2 separate regions of the Mus musculus genome follow, and region 2 is linked to region 1. A link is a contact called in public HiChIP or PLAC-seq data. All regions are on one chromosome and are shown on one strand. Each heading gives the region's core, a stretch centred on a gene start, on an enhancer-like site or on the middle of the called end of the contact. The rest is flanking DNA. Distances are from core to core; before and after follow the strand shown. Region 1 holds the start of Cct8 (chaperonin containing Tcp1, subunit 8 (theta)). Region 2 overlaps Gm32925 (a long non-coding RNA gene).

Region 1 (3,779 bases), core at 554-3,053:
ACTGGTGGTTAAAGGGAAGGAAGAGCTTCCTGATGCCGTGCTGTTTTCTGCAGACTGCTGAGCCTTTCCACAATAGTACTGGCCACTAGTGAGGATGCTGGACTTCCCTAGGACCTAACAGGGTAACAGCATCGTTTCCAATTTCTCTTTTCCCAGAAAGCTGCATTCCTGACTGAAAGTGAGAGGCACATCAATGCCACCGACCATAAAACACGTGAGGCCCGCTCTCTACGCTAACAGTCACACCACACAGCCTGAACTTGGTCATTACCATTTGGTCCGTACGCTGTGCGAGTAGTCTGAGCAAGCTCCTTGCAGGCCTGTATATTTCTATACACAGCCTCTTCTAATCCCGAGAAATGCTGAAAAAGAAAATGTCTGCTTAGGCATGATAACCAAGTTAAGAGTTTTCTACCGCAGGATACCTCTGTTGAGTATGCTTCTAAGAAACAGCCAGGATCACACAGGCAGTCATCAGACAGCCTCAGTTTCCCCCACTGGGCCTGGCTCTCTTTCCTATCTGTAAACTAATGGGATAATCAATAGCTCCTACTTGGCAGATTATTACTCACCTAGCTAAATAACAACTATTCTTCCTTCTGCCTTTTCCAGGGATTGAACACAAGAAAGCAATCTACCATTAAACTACAATCCCAGCCTACTAGTACTAGCTTTTAACCTAAATTTGGGGGATGGGGGTACTTTAAAAAAACTTGTCTTCACTATAGCCTCCATCAGTACCGATTTACACAAAGTATCTCTGTGCTGAAATGCTAGCCTGTGACAGAAATCCTTTAAATGTATCATGTCCTCAGCCAGAGTGATGGAGGAAAAGATGGAAACTGGAAGCTGTTGCTACCCCTCAAAAGGTTAACAGTGTCATTTGCAGAACTTACTAACTTACATTAAGCCCTGACATCCATTCAGTATGCCAGTTATCACTACAAAGGGGACACCACCTCTCTGTACTGCTAAGAATCCGCTATTTCTACAACTTGTAAAAATATGAAAGACAAAACAAACGTTATCTGGCAGCTTGGGGAACTCAGGACAAATCGCTCCATAAGCAATGTGACCGCTTTAAAAAAAAAAAAAAAATCACTCCTGAAACTACGGCCTATTCGATCTGGGGTGGGGCTTCATTTATCCTGTAGGCTACGACATCGGACAGTCAGAGTGAAAAGACAGTTAACAGCCTTCGGCCCGGTCTCAACTCAGAAAAGGTAAAGGAAACAGAACGTCCAGAGGAGAGTTTTCAGTAGAGCAGTGGGGATCGGACGTGTCTGGAAGGAAGCAACCAAGGGCAGGCCCAGGAGTGACCATGCCGGACTCGTGTCATCTCCATCCTACAATCCCCGGCCCTCCAACCACCCGTTACCAATTCCGTCCAAGTTCATTAACGCATCGCCAGCTCGCGTTAAGGGCGGCGCCCGTGGGCTCCATGCCGCAGACAGGGGCGTGGGGAGCTGGGATGCAAACCCGAAGCCGCCGGGGGAATAACAGAAATGCCCACCAGTTCCAGCGAGCCGGCATCCAGAGCACGCTTCCCTTTCTAGAACCTTCTCCATCCCGATCGCGGCGCGGCCGCCCGCCCGCAGGCCTGTCGCGGTCGCCACAGGCGCAGACCCACCCTCCCACCGTACAGTCCCTCCACGCCACCTACTTTGGCTCCATCCTTGAGCATCTGGGCAAAGCCCGGGGCCTTGGGGACGTGAAGCGCCATGGCTCGGCCGCAGTCCACCGCTCACGCGCTCGCTCCGAGACGCCGAGGAAGCAAGGGGCGCCGCGCACTGCCTGCTGGGAATGGGCCTCGGCGCCGCCTCGCGTCCCCCTACTTCCGGTCGCCCCGCCCCTTCAACCTGCAGCGTCTCTGAAATATCGCGAGAACCAGAGGTTCCAGCAGACAGACCTGATCTGCCGATTCCCGATCAAAGCGGACGATCAGGCCGAACCCAGAGCGTGCATGCTCCCTTCGTGTCCCTTGTCCTAAGTTAATGAGTAAACTTTGGTTAGGACGTTTGGCTTGTGATATTTCGGTGGCGGACACCCAACGTCTTATCCTTCACTTAAACTTAATCCTGCAGACCCAGCACCGGGGCAGGTTAGCCTTTTCTTCTCCAAGCTCACCCGCCCTCGCCCCTATAAACTACCAATGGACATCCTCTGTGTTGGTCACTGGGAAGCACTGAAGGCTCGAAGGTGATCTTTGAAATAGCATGGAGGATTGCAACGCGTGGACTGCACGTGCGTAGCAGAGCTAAGCGGTTTGCTTAAGTGCAGTTATCTTTGTTATTGGTCAAATTTAAGAATGAATATTAATCTCCATTTTATGGAAGGGAAGTTGATAACCACAATTCAGTGGTACGCAGAGGTCACCAGGCCAATAGATATTACAGCGACGATTTCTACCCTAGATGGGCAGATTACAAAGTGGGAATAGTTAACCACTTTATCTATATCTATATATCTATATAGATATTCTCTACTCCCCCAGAATCTTTTTCACAAACATTTCTATGTAAATAGAATAACTTCATAGAGAAAGTAAAACACTCTTACAATAAAAAAATACAAAAAAATGGAAGCATCTCCTGCCCTTGCAGAAAAATATGAAACGCTTTGGTGAGTCGTTGGACATAGAGAAATTAAGATTTTCTTTACATTGGGACAGACTCATAATTGCAACCGTACTATCAACTGCAATTTTTTTTTCTATTAAACATTTTAAATATGTAACCATGGGACTGAAGGAGCTGAAGGGGTTTGGAGCCCCATGGAGGGAGCAACAGTGTCAACAGGCCAGTTCCCCTAGAGCTCCCAGGGACAGGACAACCAACCAAAGACTAAACATGGAGCAACCCATGGCACTGGCCACATATGTGGCAGAGGATGGCCTTGTTGTACATCAGTGGGAAGAGAGGCCCTCAGGCCTTAGGGTGTTCAATGCACCATTTGTAGGGAAATGCCAGGGTGGGAGGATGGGAGTGGGTGGGTGGGGGAGCACCCTCATGGAGGCAGGAGGAGTGGGGATGGGATAGGGGGTTTCCGAAGGGGAGACCTGAAAAGTGGAAAACATTTGAAATGTAAATAAAGAAAATATCCAAGAAAAAGAAAAGAAAAGAAAAAGGAAAAAAAAATGTAACCATGAAAATACTTTCTTGTCACCGAACACAAGGTAAGTGAGCCAATTATATTGGAAGACAGAGCAAACGTTCAGTGGTTCTCAAAGATTGGTTTTGACACCTCCGAGGCTCTCCAACGCCCTTTCAGGGCCCATGACTACGCAAGTGTTTTCATAGTAATACAGAGCTGTCTCCTCTTCCTGTGGGGAGCTGTGAAGGCCTGCTGGGTGTTCAGTATGTCACAGTATGAATGTGAAAAGCACAAGGAGCCACTTACACTCTTTGTCGTCCACTAAGCCACATATAAAATATTTGGGGAAAAAATTGAGAATATCAGTCCTCAAGAGAGACATTTTCAATAATGTTATGTTAGCCTTCAGTGTTCACTGCTATATTTTTATATTAATGTTAAATAGTTTGATTTATAATATTAACAATCAATGGTTACTACGATACCCATTAAAAACAATCATTGGGTGACTCTGTTTAAACTTCTATGTGGATTCTATGTCTGCAAAGTACATGACACCTGAGAGGTAAGACAGTCGAAGATTCCCTCATGGATTTGCTAGGAAAAACTAAAACCCGTTGTCTCAGCATCACTTATGGGTATAACTGACACAAAATAGTGAGAGGGGATTTAAAATTATACCTGAT
Region 2 (3,779 bases), core at 738-3,237, 280 kb after region 1:
CCTTGGGAAGATGGGGAATTGGGACAATGCAGTCACATGCCAAGGTCCCAAGATTGCCGGCAAAGCACCAGTAGCTGGGAAGATTCTAGGTAGGAATTTTTTTGCAGATTTTAGAGGGACTGTGGCTCAGCTGACACCTTGCCTTTTGACTTCCAGGTTCCAGAGCTGTGTGACCAAGTCTCTGTCATTTGAAGCCACATAATCCATGGTAGCTTGTTACTTTGGCCATAAGAAGCCACCAGCATCACTTCCCTTTAGATTTCTCTAACAACCAGAGTAATAGTGTTGAGGGGAATATAGATGAAAGAAGAAACAAGATCAGCATCTTTAGGGAGTTGTACACATGGGTTTGAAGTTCCCTGGAGAATAAATAGGCCAATGAAGAGACAGAAACTGAGGCCATCATCCGCATCCACCAAGCTGATGTATGACAGAGTGGCATTGTTAGATCAGTGAGCAGGAGGTGGGGTAGCTTAGGTGACAGAGGAGTGGGAAGCTGACTACTCACAGACAGCGTCAAAATGGGATCCCTGCCTCATATAACGTGGTGATGGTGATGAACACTGCAATAGCATTAACAATCACATCAGTGAAGTTGGTAGGGGTTCTAAGTACCTCTGGGTATTCTAAGTAGGACTCACTCCTTGTCTGTGTAGGTATTAGTGTTATTTTGCCTATTTTAGAGATGAATCAGGTGTGTTCATACAGATTAAAGGACAGACTAAGAAGCTGAGATGCTAAGCCTGGCTCCAGATCCCATGTTTTCAAGTCACTATTTCGCACCCTTTGTACTGCACGTGAAACTCAAGCTAACTTGACTCTGAGACAATATTTTAAAAAGGGAAATGCAAAACATTTAGAACATTAAAAAATATGTAATACTTCAGAATTAAATAAAACAGGAAAACAGAAATGATTATAAATATGGTATATACTATAGTAGTAAGTAATATTTTGCTAATTAGTTTGGCATAAAAGCATATCATAAGAACAAACACAGACAAAGTGAATAATCAATAAAGGAGCACTATCTATTCTCCATAGTAGCTCTACATAAGAGTGAGGAGGTTGAACAAAGAAAGTGCAGTGAGAAAGAAAGACAGCGGAATATCACAGATGGCTGTTGGTAACTCCAAAGGATGCTCAATGCCACTGGAAGTTAGGAAATGAAACCAGGAGAGGTATTCTCTCTCTTATCATATTGGCAGAAACTGTGAAATCTGACAGCATTAGCTGCTGACCAGGATATAAGGCTCTGGCTGCCACTGTGCGGAACACAGGTCTGCCGGCATAGGCACCTGGAGTTCCATTTGCAACACTTAGTGCTACTGAAGATTCATCGAGTGAGCCGTGACTCAGAAAACCGACTCCTCTAAACACCACCTGGGAAATATTTCCCATAAACACAAGACCCAAATGGCTTATGTTGCACAGACTTAGGAAGAACCTCCGTGCCCATCAGGAGTGAAATGGAGTAACGTAAGGTAGCGTTTCACACGGTGGCATACCACGCAGCCGACAGGGAGCTTGAGTCAAGTATGTTCATGAGGGAACCACATAAATATAATACTGTTTGAGAAAGCAGCTTGCAGAAGAATACACAGTAATCAGGAATACACTAAATAGACTGTGTAAGGATAGAAATGATAGAATTGTACATAGGGGCTAAAAAAAAGAACTATACAATGTACCCATAAAGTTGTTTGGGGTACTTGTATTGTTGGGATACTTTTGTTGTTGAAGTATAAGGAAACACTTAGGAGACTGGCTTTGGAATTGAGGCTGATGCTGATTTTGGGACAATGGGGCTTGGAATATGACTGGCTAGTAGTACTTTTTAAACCAGATGACAGGGAATGAAAAACCAGCCTGCCTCCATTTTAGGCTTAAAAGCCATCTTACAGCAAAGACAGATTAGGTTCATTCCTGTGTATGACTAAGCCTCTGTTTTTTAACCATGTCCCGTTTGTAACCTCAACTACCAATGGTTCTGTACTGCACATCTCAGGAAATGGCAACCGCATCTTTGTTTCAAAGGATCTTAAAACCATCTTGCAACACTACCGTTGTTTCAGAAGATTTTATGGCCACTTATGACTGCCTTGCTATGACTATCGCTATGCTTATGATTCTGTTCCTGAGACCTGCCTAATTTGCCCACTAAATCCCCCATTAGAAACCCCCTACCCTTGAGCTATCAGCCTTGTCTTCACATCCAGTGCCGACTCTCGAATCCCTCCTTGAGGAGGAGGCAGCCCGTGTGCATGAATAAAAAAGCTTGCTTTAATTAATTTGGCCGTGATGATTTGGTCTGGTGGTGGTCTTCCCCCCCATCCCACCCCCCCCTCCAACTTTGGGATTGACAGGGCAGAAAAACATGTGGACGGTACCACTTCCTTCCTCTTTTGTGTCTCAAATACTGCAAAGTATTTATTTTTTCTTTTAGAAAGAAAAGGGGCTGTCTGCAAGCCACCGAGTGTTGTGGAGGGAGACTCACAGTTGGAATTAGAATATCGGACTCCAGGGTAGCAGAGCTGAGAAGTGGTTATGGTCTTTGCACCCTGTCTTCCCTCCTCTCCCTTTATTGATCTAGAGTGAAAGTGGGAAATAAAATGCCCCTCGGACCTTCGCTGCTTTCTGCCGAGATCAAGGGTCTTCACACCCATAGGGTCCAGTCCTCCTCTCAACTGGATTGGCTGTAATGTAACCAGTCAACTTCTTTTTTCTGAGTGATAGTCACTTCTGGTAGTCACTGTAGAGAGACTGGACACTCTAGTTTCTTGTGTTTGTTAAACCATCTGTCTGTCTGTTTGTTTGTTTGTTTGTTTATTTATTTATTTATTTATGGCAGGGTCTCATGTAGTTCAGGCTGGCCTTAAACTCTCTGTGTAGCCGAAAGTCACCTTGACTTTCTGACACAGGTCTCTACCTCCTGACATTATAGGTGTCCCCCCCCCCCCCCCACAGCTGTGTTAGGTCTCAACCTGGACAAAAGGCTAACTGAGGTGTCTATGTAACATATCAGAGCAGACCTGGCTGCACGATTCTCCTAGCACCCCTCAGTTCCTGCCGATTACAGGGTGTGTCTGGCATACCTCACATTCTACCCTGAACTCTCTAGCCCAGGAGCTGGGGTACCCTTCTCCGTGGGGTTCTTCCCTCTGTAATTCAGGTCCTTATTTTTAGTCTTTATCTTCCTGGCCTCTTGGTCTTCTTGCTCTCCTGTCTCCCCTTCTCCTTCTCTTCAAATGACTGACCTCGTGGTCATGTTTACTCTGGACGTTCCCTGATGTTTCTACCTCTGGCTATGTTCTCCCTCATGTCTATAATAAACTCCTCCACCAAACCTAGGAACAGTCATGTTCTCCTTTCTTTCTTTTTTTTTTTTTGAGACAGGGTTTCTCTGTGTATCCCTGGCTGTCCCGGAACTCACTCTGTAGACCAGGCTGGCCTCGAACTCAGAAATATGACTCCCTCTCCTCCTGAGTGCTGGGATTAAAGGCACACGCCACCACGCCTGGCTCATGTTCTCCTTTTTATTTATTCTATTATTTCTTTTTTTTCTCTCATTCAGTCTGGCTATATGCAGTGCTGGGGATTGAACCCAGGGCTTTGTGCATGCGAGGCAAGCTCTCTGCTAACTGAACTCTGTACCAACCCTGCCAGGGCTGTCTTTATTCAGTGTTTCTATTATCTATTCAAAATTAAAAGAATATATATGTGTGTGTTGTATTTATGTTTTTTTTTTTGGTGTGTATGTGTGTGTAGTATGTGTGTGT

The links. HiChIP or PLAC-seq counts read pairs in DNA pulled down with a chosen protein or histone mark.
Region 2: an H3K27ac HiChIP or PLAC-seq map of acute myeloid leukemia shows a contact between it and region 1, with 2.9 times the contacts expected there. The contact joins the enhancer-like site here to the promoter of Cct8 in region 1. A contact is called at or near these places in 4 of 39 promoter capture datasets (the C10 cell line, hematopoietic stem and progenitor cells, neutrophils and 1 more), 1 of 15 datasets of contacts at CTCF or cohesin (pro-B cells), 3 of 484 Hi-C or Micro-C datasets (bone marrow-derived DN3 thymocytes, bone marrow-derived macrophages and regulatory T cells), 23 of 115 datasets of contacts at active chromatin or transcription factors (the HPC-7 cell line, the SCID.adh cell line, acute myeloid leukemia and 14 more) and 2 of 9 other capture datasets (adipose tissue and liver).

The regions. Positions count from the first base shown.
Region 1 is chr16:87,494,066-87,497,844 of GRCm38.p6, forward strand. It overlaps Cct8 (chaperonin containing Tcp1, subunit 8 (theta)), which reads right to left and starts at 1,804. Exons shown (of 15, transcript NM_009840.3): 1 at 1,664-1,804; 2 at 272-362. The coding sequence starts at 1,723. It overlaps B130034C11Rik (RIKEN cDNA B130034C11 gene), which reads left to right and starts at 2,008. Exons shown (of 3, transcript NR_040375.1): 1 at 2,008-2,244.
Region 2 is chr16:87,775,569-87,779,347 of GRCm38.p6, forward strand. All of the region lies in intron 4 of Gm32925 (a long non-coding RNA gene), which reads left to right. Among named protein-coding and RNA genes, the nearest start is that of Gm32925, 39 kb to the left of the region's middle. Within about 2 kb of position 1,988, at least 10 of the 459 cell types and tissues checked have an H3K27ac peak or open chromatin away from gene starts, as enhancers often do. A contact at or near this core is called in acute myeloid leukemia and memory CD8 T cells, where this site is marked.